Linked DNA regions of Sus scrofa: regions 1 and 3 are each linked to region 2. The links are chromatin contacts, called in public Hi-C maps. All regions are on one chromosome and are shown on one strand. Each heading gives the region's core, a stretch centred on a gene start, on an enhancer-like site or on the middle of the called end of the contact. The rest is flanking DNA. Distances are from core to core; before and after follow the strand shown. Region 1 holds the start of THSD4 (thrombospondin type-1 domain-containing protein 4). Region 2 overlaps THSD4 (thrombospondin type-1 domain-containing protein 4). Region 3 holds the start of LRRC49 (leucine-rich repeat-containing protein 49).

Evidence for each region. A called contact is a pair of places that touch in the nucleus more often than the background predicts.
Region 1: a contact with region 2 is called in a Hi-C map of skeletal muscle, with 4 times the contacts expected there. The contact joins the promoter of THSD4 here to the enhancer-like site in region 2. A contact is called at or near these places in 5 of 5 promoter capture datasets (fetal liver, fetal skeletal muscle, liver and 1 more), 25 of 47 Hi-C or Micro-C datasets (adipose tissue, alveolar macrophages, brain and 15 more) and 1 of 2 datasets of contacts at active chromatin or transcription factors (skeletal muscle).
Region 3: a Hi-C map of fetal skeletal muscle shows a contact between it and region 2, with 2.7 times the contacts expected there. The contact joins the promoter of LRRC49 here to the enhancer-like site in region 2. A contact is called at or near these places in 9 of 47 Hi-C or Micro-C datasets (brain, embryonic fibroblasts, fetal skeletal muscle and 5 more).

Annotation. Positions count from the first base shown.
Region 1 is chr1:168,750,141-168,753,127 of Sscrofa11.1, forward strand. It overlaps THSD4 (thrombospondin type-1 domain-containing protein 4), which reads left to right and starts at 1,263. Exons shown (of 18, transcript XM_021073924.1): 1 at 1,263-1,484.
Region 2 is chr1:169,008,183-169,011,280 of Sscrofa11.1, forward strand. The region is part of intron 7 of THSD4 (thrombospondin type-1 domain-containing protein 4); the gene reads left to right. Among named protein-coding and RNA genes, the nearest start is that of NANOG, 54 kb to the right of the region's middle. Within about 2 kb of position 1,454, at least 12 of the 83 cell types and tissues checked have an H3K27ac peak or open chromatin away from gene starts, as enhancers often do. A contact at or near this core is called in fetal skeletal muscle, omental adipose tissue and skeletal muscle, where this site is marked.
Region 3 is chr1:168,551,718-168,554,708 of Sscrofa11.1, forward strand. It overlaps LRRC49 (leucine-rich repeat-containing protein 49), which reads left to right and starts at 1,644. Exons shown (of 18, transcript XM_001928481.7): 1 at 1,644-1,978; 2 at 2,614-2,670. The coding sequence starts at 1,931.

The DNA.
Region 1 (2,987 bases), core at 13-2,512, 260 kb before region 2:
TTCTCCTCTACCTGCCCCGCTTTTCTCCTCTCTGCTCCCACACACCCCACCAGTCCCTGGTTTGGCCTGGCTCTGGGGCAGTGAGCTTACATTCTGCAGCTACCTCCATTGTCTGCAGGTGCAGCCTGCAGGCAGGCTTTGGAGACAGTCATAAACAAACAAGCTGACAAGGGTACCTGTTTCTGGACAGCCTCTTCAAATATTTAAGGTCACTGCCACCCCCTCCTGGGAGGGGGGACATTTTCTCACAGTCACTCACTCCATTTACTACCTCACTAGCTCTAAACATTTGCTTTTGAATTTAAAGAATATGGCACTGCATTAGGAACCAGGAAACTGGGCTCTAGTAATTTTCCTGCCATTAGCTAGTTGGGTTACTTTCATCATGCCCTCTTTGGGACAGTATTTACCAAATAATAGTAAAAAGAAGGGCCTGGATATATAGATCAAAGTTTGATTTTTATTATTGTCTTGCAGCAGGCTTTTTTCGTCCCACACAGTATTACCCTAAGATAAGGGAAATGCTGAATCCCTCTGGCTGTCAGAAAGTGTCTTCTCTCTCCCCCATGCTGTCTAACCTTAGTTAGAATTTGGAGGGCTCCCAATTCTCTTTTCCCTTGCCTTCGAAGGAGCCCAGTGAGTCGGGTCTTGTGTGTGAGTGTGAGATTGTGATTGTGTGTGCCTTTTAGACCCGGGCTCCTCTTTGGCTGTCCTCAGAGTTCACTGGCTTCTTTTCTGCTATTGTTTACAGTAAAAACTTTCTTGCTGGCTCCCTGCTTCAGCCTCATCTTCACCCTGTTGCAGCCAGAATGGTTATTCCAAAAGGCAAGGATGTCTCTATTCCTCCTGTGCCTCGATCCTTCAATGGCTCCTATAAACCTCAAGATAAGATTAGTGCGGAATTCAAGACCTTCTACCATGTGGCCCTAGCTTACTTACCTCCTAGTCTCACCGCTTTTTGCTCTTACTTGGCCTGCCCGGACCACTCTTCCTTTCACTCTTGTCACCCTCCTCCCTAGTTTCCTTGGCCTAGACTGTCTGGGGGCCAGGACGGCCAGGACGGGCTGACCTTTGTTTTCTGGGGATCCAGGGATCCCGGGTGCTCATCCTTGTAAGGGGGCCCTCAGGGGTGCGGGAGTGGGTTGAGAGGCCGGTGCTTCCCAAGGTGACCGCCAGGGGGCGGCAGGAGCGGCTCCAGATGACAGCAAAAGGCCGTGAGTAGGGAAGGGAGGAGGGAGCGAAGGAGCACGGATCCCGGCTCTCGGGATAGCAAACTCTGAGGCAGAGCTCTGCGCGCGCCCGAGCAGCTGGCCGCCCGCGCAGCCCGACGCTGAACCCGGCCGCAGCGGGAGCCGGTGCAGGACGAACGCGGGGCGGCGGCAGCGGCGGCCGTCCATGCGGCGGGCTCCGGGCTGCCCGGCGCCGGGAACCACGCGGGGGCGAGGCTACGCGGCCGTCCGCCGCTCCGGGACGCGAACCGCCAGGTGAGCAGAGCCGCGCGCACCGCGCGCCCCCTGCCCCAGCCCGCGGGGCCTCGACCCGGCCGCTGCCCGCCTCTCGGGCCCCCTGTGGACGGCCGGGTGGGCTGGCGTGGCCCGCGAGGTGCGGTGGGTGTGTCCGGGGCGCCAGGGGTCTGCGCCCGAGCCGGGCAAAGGGAGCTAGCGCGCGCCTGTTCCGTGCGGACGGCTGCGCCTCCCTTTCCCTTTCTGGAGGATTCGCTCTGTCCCAGTGCCGGCACTCACCACTCCATTCTCCACTCGGAAACTCTAGGACAGTCAGCCTTGGCCATCGTGGAGTTGGGGCCCCGAGCGCTTTTGGTCGGAGTAGATGGGGATAGGAGAGTGCACACCCAGCCTGCGCGCCTCCATCCCATCCCGCCAACCTCCCGCCCAGGGCCAGAGAGAGCTGGTTGAATCTCGGTCCGCGCGCGTCGAGCCGAAGCCTGGGGCCTCGGCCCCACGGTTTTCTAGGAAGCCTCAAAACTGTGTGTGAAGCCCGAGAGGATGGGCTGTTTCTGCCAACTCCGGACACTTCCTCAAGTGCAGCCCAAGTACCTGCAGCCTCTTGGCGCGCTTAGAGAACTCGCTTTTCCCAAACTAGCCCATAATGGAGCTTTAGCGATCTGGAAGTTAGCATTTTTTTTTTTTTTTTTCCTGCTTCTTAGAAATAGCATCAGCTCTAACTTGGAAAGAGGCTTTCAGGTCATTCTCAGGCCCACTTAGTATCTGGAATTTGTGGGGTCTGGGGGCAGGGTCTCCTAAAGCAGTCCCCACCCAGCCCCACGCCCCCTGGCCTCGGTTAGTGCCTGTTGAATGTGCGTGCTTGCGTTTTTTTCCCCGTCTCCTTTGTGACCCGCTCCAGGCAGCCCTGCGTCCTTTGGCAGGCAGTGAGTAAATCTGAAGCCTTGGACCAGGGTAGCTGGAGCAATCCTGGGATGCCTGTTGGAATAAGAGAAATAGAGACCTGAGAGAGCTCTAAGGAATCATCCTGTCCAACTGTCCTTTCACAGCTGAAGCCACAGGATAGGCTAAAGATTTTTCAAAGATCACATAGCCCTTAAAAACCTGTATATCCTGCGTATGTCTTCTACTTTACTGATAAAAGTGATGGAGTGGTTGGGCTTAATAGGATTTTATTGGGTCTCAAAATACAAAGAAGAAAACATTTTAAAGATGATTTCGATACAGTACTACTCAATGCCTATAGATTTCTGTTGGCACCACAGTTGAATTCCTTTAGAAAACAAAATCCTAGCCCTGAAATTAATGTGAGGAAGCAGATGAGAGTCTTGGGACTTTCCTATAAATCTCTGTAGGGCTGGAGCAGGAATTTCCCAGAGGTCCTGGAAATGCGTTTGGGTGATCAAAATACTGGATCCCCTACTGAACAAGCAATCTGGGTGGCCTCTTGTGGGGAGGGCTGGTCCCTTGAGCTCCTGGGATCTCCTCCATGCCTGGCACCCAGCAGGGCACCAGATTGGTCTTATC
Region 2 (3,098 bases), core at 204-2,703:
CAGTGTGAATCATGGCAGACTCTGCATTGGTAGGTCTGGGAAAGTGTCTGAGTCATCTACGTCTCTAACAAGCTCCCCTGTGATGCTGATGCTGCTGGTCCACGGATCACACTTTGTGCCACAAAGTTTTAAAAGATGCTTTGATTAAAATACAGTCCACAAAGAACTAGAAATGTAAATATAGAGAGGTGAGATGGGTTGGAAGGAAGACGCAATATCATCTCTTTCCATTGGGGGAGCTTCTTTTCTTAGTGTTGCATTGTCTTTGAGGTGAGGAGATGAAAAAAAAAAAAAAAAAAAAAAACACACACACACATTTACAAGGACGAGGGTAAGGATTCTTAGCTAGTAATTGATGAAAACCAGTGGTGTACGACAGCACAGGTGGGAGATGATAATTGCTGAAAAACTGAGGCACATTCCCTAGGATGTGAGCAAATGAACAGGAATTTGTTGTTATAAGCACGACATTGATATTAACTTCATATTTGTTCTCTGTTCACTTGCCTGAAATTTGCTTATTGACACTGCTGGAACCACTGACTGTCCCATCCTCTTAGAACTTTAAATAATCAGAAATACATTTGCTTCCCAGACTGACATTCTGTCTCCTTTGCAACTTGCAAAGGGGAAAGTGCCCTTTTCTGAATATTTGATTGGAAGCCCAGAATTCAAATTGCTATCTCTCTCTGACTTGGGCCTGAGACAGCTGTTACTCTCTCACAGGGGTGTCTATATCTGCAATAGCTCCAGGAAGCCTCTGCTGGCCTCAGAGAGTTGAAAGCAAACCCAGGCCTGCAACAAAAGTTAATGAAAAGTGACAAGCGTTAAATAAGGATATGAGCTCAACCCACAGAAGAGTAGCTGGGGAAGAAGGGCGTCCTCCGGATGCGAAGCCACAGAAAAGCCCCCGGGTCCTCCCAGAGCAAGCTGGAGTGTTTTATCCCAGCGCCCGGCTGAGTGCTCCCCCCACTAGCCTGTTTACCCTGTTACTGGAGCTCCTATGGTGTCTTAGATCCAAGAATTGGAAGAGAGGCAGGAAGAATGCAGACGTCCTTGGGCTGGGGGCTGGAGAGCTTGGGGATTCCTCTCCAATCCTGCAGTCCTGGATGACACTTCCTTCTCGACAGGGAGTGAAGGATCCCAAATGTTGGCCTTAGGCAAAAGACTGCATATAGATAGCCAGGCTTTGAAGGGAAAGTGCTCTATCCCCGACTTTGCCTAAAGCGAAAGAGTGCATTTGAAGCCCTCTTTTTTTTTTTAATTGAAATATAGTTGATTTACAATGCTGTGTTAATTTCTGCTGTACAGCAAAGTGGCTCCCCATTGCCTAGGGAATAAAGTCCAGGCCCTTCATCATCTGTCTCCTGCCAGGCCTCCTGGGCCCCAGTGCTGGCAGGGCTGGCACATGTTGCTCCCTGACCTAGCAGACTCGCAGGGCTGTGCCTTCACAAGAATGTATGCACTGCCTGGCATCCTAGAGAACCCTTCTAATGTCCACTCTTGGGCCACCCAGTGGACTCTGCTCAAAAGCCATTGGCTGGTCCCCTGGAGCACTGCTTCTGTTCTTCTGTTCCCACTTCTTGTGACTCTTTGTTCCCATCACTCTGGCCTGCCACCTGTCCAGGCCAGGAGCAATTCCTGGCCCTTTGCTTGTGAGTAGGTGCTTCAAACCAATGTGTAAATGAATTGAGGGACTCTATCTGTTGGCTTTCAGCAAATGAAATGGGTCCTGAATGCAACACAGAGCTTCTTCCACTTTGGCTGAGATGGGCAGGGTAGTTGATGCTGAGAATACAAGGCCGTAAAGCCCTCTTGCCCAGATCCCAGGGACATAAGGCCTGGAAGGTCAAGGAGAGTGTGTGGCACCTCCCCAGCCTCCTGCGTCCCTCATCTTGCTTTTAATTTTGCTCACACTGAATTTCTTGAGTCCGGACAGAGCTAAAGATAGGAAGAAGCTAAGCGAGTAGCAGAGTGCTGTTTCCCGTGGTGCTTTCTGTTGAGGGGAAAGACCTCCTTCTGCCACCCACCTGCCCTCCTTATCTCTATCACCTTCCATGCGGCGCCCACACTCCACCCACGCTTGGTGGAGATTTCCCACCTCCTCTCCCAGCTGGCTCTCAGGCTTTGATCAGAACCAAACCACCCTGCTCGCTTCTCTGCCCTTTGCCCTAAGTTCCTTTTTTTTTTTTTTTTTTTTTCATTTGGTTATGGGCTTTATTTTGTGGGCTTTTGCTTAGAGTTCTGTGGTTCCTTGCTGAAACCAAGAGAATCGTTGCATTGGGTAAATCGTTCTCGCCTGTGCCAAACGTGTGCCTGATTCAAGCCTGAAAATAGGGTGGAGAGCTGTTACTTCGCCGGAATCCTGAGCTGTGTGACCCTCAGTGGACTCCCTCTTGTATCTCTTCCCCAAGCAAACTGGATTCTAAAAGCACTTTCTGCTTGTGCCTATTAAAATGCTTATCATATTATGTTACAGTTATTTTGACATATGTCTAAGCTGCTAAGGCAGAGAGTCAATCAGTGTTAGACATATTTATATCCACAGTGCTTAAGTTATTAAGATTATTCAATAAATGTTTTAAAAATGTGTAAATGAATGAACCGAAGAATAAGTTAGAAACTGGCTTTCCTAACCTCCTTTCCAAAAAATGATCAAGAATAGGATTAACTAAGCATTAAAATTTTAGGAGTTCCCATCGTGGCGCAGTGGAAACAAATCCAACTAGGAACCATGAGGTTGCAGGTTCGATCCCTGGCCTTGCTCAGTGGGTTAAGGATCCAGCATTGCTATGGGCTGTGGTGTAGGCCAGCAGCTGTAGCCCCCATTCAGCTGCTAGCCTGGGAACCTCCAATTGCCTCAGGAGCCGCCCAAAAATAAAAAAATTTAGAGCCCAGGTCCTGTTTGTGGTCAAGGCCTCCTGAAATCTTAAACAGAAACTTAGGTGTTCCCTTGTGGCTCAGTGGGTTAAGGATCTGGGTGGTGTTGACACTGCAGTGGCCCTGGTTATAGATGTAGCATGGGTTCAATCCCTGGCCTGGGAACTTCTGCATACCTCGACTGCAGCCAAAAAAACCCCAAAAACAAACAAGAAAAC
Region 3 (2,991 bases), core at 394-2,893, 460 kb before region 2:
CACCCATCCCAATGTAGGAAGTAGGTTGGTATTGTAGGAGGAGATTTTATCTGGGAATTAGACCTAGAGAAAAGATTATAGGCTCTTGAGTAAATTAACCTCCTATATTGGCTTCCTTCTGCATAAATTGTGAGTTTGGACTAGATGAGCACCTAGGTTTCCTTCAGCTCTAAAATTCTACAGCTACCACTTTATATTCAAAGCCAAAATGTCACTTACAGATCATTTGATTTATTGGTGAATTCTTTCTATCTCTAAAACTGAACACCTTTTAGATCCAGTTAACAGTCATAATTTAATCTATGTTATGGTGGTAGGGCTGAAGTTTGACTAACTCAAAGAAGGCTAGGAAGTATTAAGATGGGAAGTGGGGAAGACAGTAGTGACCCGGTGCAAAATAAGTATAATCAATGCTTATGAATACCGGAGAAAGCAGGCAGAAGAGAGCAAGGTAGGAAAATTCATCTCTTTAGAATGATTTAATTTAAAGGCAGCTGGTCAAGAGGAAGTTTAGGAGTGGGAAGGGGTTGTCAGCAAGACTCAACCTCATCAGCATCTCTACTTCCCCCATTGTTTTGACAGTATGCTTATGTACTATGCTGTACAGAAATAGTTTTAAACACCTCATTCCTTGAGATGTGCTCAAATTAAACCCTTTCTGTTAAAATCTCAGGAGCAGAGAGTGGAGGTAACTGTGAAGGATGAGAGAGGGAGGAAGAGAGAAGAGAGAGTGAGAGTTAGTTTGGGGAAGAGGAGGTAGAAGGAATTCTAATTCCAAAGTGTCAGTGCTAAATAGGCTCTTGGATATCACTGAGTAAATAGAAAACTTCGAGATGAGGTGACTTTCCCAAGATGACACTAAATGGAGGAGCCTAGCCACAGATCCGGGATGCTTTTACGACCCTCGATGGACTACTGTGAAGAAGCCCTTTACCTGTGAAGTCACAACCTTCTTCCTGGCTTAGAGGGCAGTACAGGAGGCCGGCCCCGGGGCGGTCTCGGGCTGCCTGCCTGTCTGGGGTTCTTCTCCCTTTTCGGGGCCACCCGTTCGGTCGCCTTCTTCTTCCCCTTTAGGTGCAGGGGAGGACAGCCAGTGCAGGATGGGCACCGCGCCCGCCACGAGTCTCAGGCGCTGGGAGAAGCCCAAGTTCTTCTGGATCACCGAAGAGACACTGAAATAGGCTGGAGCGAAGTGGTCAGAACAATTGACAGAGCGGTCACGGCCCCCATACCAGTCGGCGCGGCGGCCCCGTACGAAGTGGTTGCACCGCACCGCCCGGTCTTTGGGGAAGCGGAACAGCGACTTCCCTGACTTGGTGGTGTTGCCGCAGTGGGCGGCCACGCAGCGGGCGGGAATAGTAGCTGCCTAGGGGGCTGGGGAGCTGGGGGCCTGCGCCCTCACCTGCAGAGGCAGCGTCGGCCTCGTGTCTTCCCCCCACCTCCAGCCGCCGGAAGTGCCGAACTGCGGCCCCACCTCGGAGAGTACCAGGCTCTTGCAGATCCTCCTTCTCCTCCTCTTGCCTCCAATCCTCCCCGGAGAGTGGTCACAGGCAGAGATACAAATTTCGCGCGGGCCCAGCTGAGGTGGGCCGTAAAGAAGGACGGACCGGAAGTGGTGGTTGTCATAGCTACCCAGGTGGCCGGCCTTTTCCCGGTCTTATCCTCCTCTCCACATTCCTGCTCCCTTGTTTTCTGGCCAGGAAAATAGAACAAGGGAGTAGTGACGTATTGGGCCCTCCAAATATAACCAGAGGCTCCAACGGGTGCACTGGCCGGTTGATTTGGTAGAGGACCAGACCGGAAATGGTAGTTTCCATGGTAACTGCTGAGCGGGTTGCCTGGGAGATGACCCCTTTCGGTCTCTTTGAATCTGTGCTGTAGCGTCACTTTTAAGGCAGATCTAACAGATCTTCTTGGACAGTCTCCTGCCATGATTCCCGGAAAATACCGCTCTGTTTCTGGCCGAGCTGCGAGCAACGTAGGTTGAGTCTTCTACTTTTCTCACATTCGTAGCGTCCTTTCTAACTGGCGTCTTTGTCCTAGGTGATGGGCTGTATTATTGGGTCCCGGACCGCTGAGTCTACTCAAGCTATTGTCTGACCGAGGCTTGAGATTCATGGACTGGACCAAGACACTTGGAGGGTATTTTATATTGTGATGGGTATTCAAAGTCTTGTCGTAGATCTGGGCTTCCCAGAAGGTGGAGCTGGTCTGCTGTGAAAGGCTAGGGTTCATTTAAATTCCTTTAACTGGCCAATTACTTTTTTTAAAATTAAGAAAATAATTTATTATTAACAGGCACCCCCAACTCCTTCACCTGTCTCACTGAGGTATTTGCCTAGACTTGAAATGGCAAGTGTCAAAAGCCTGAGGTGCTAAGTAGAGGGTTAAATTGCTGCAGACATTTTGGAAAATAAACCACAGTGAAACCTTCTAATTCTTAGTCTTGATTTTATTGTTTTCAGCAAATTCCCAGAACATGATAGTTTACCACAAAAAAGAAACAAAAAGCAAGCATTCCATTTTATTCTAATTTTTGTTATATCTTTAGCTGTACTGTTTTGGGGAGGAGTGTGTGTGTGTTAAAAGCATATTTTAATTTTTACATTGTAGGTGAATTGTGGGCTTCATCTGGTTATTCAGACATCATCGCTTCCTGAAAAAAACAAAGTAAGATTTAAGCAGATTTGTATTAAAATTGAATATAAACTGTTTTATATTCTGAACAAACAGCATGATTTAGAGTAGAATCTGAACTAGAAATTTTGAGTATATTTATTTTGATCACTAATCTAAAGCTAAATTTTATTTTCTGCCTACATAAAGCTAACTAGTGGTTACCAAAGAAGAGAAGGAAGGGGGGGAGGAGCAAATTGGGTATAGGATTAAGAGATACAAACTACTATACATAAAATAGAAATCAAAAAGATATATGGTATCTAGTTCAGGGAATTATAACCATTATTTTGCAGTAACTTTTAATGGAGTATC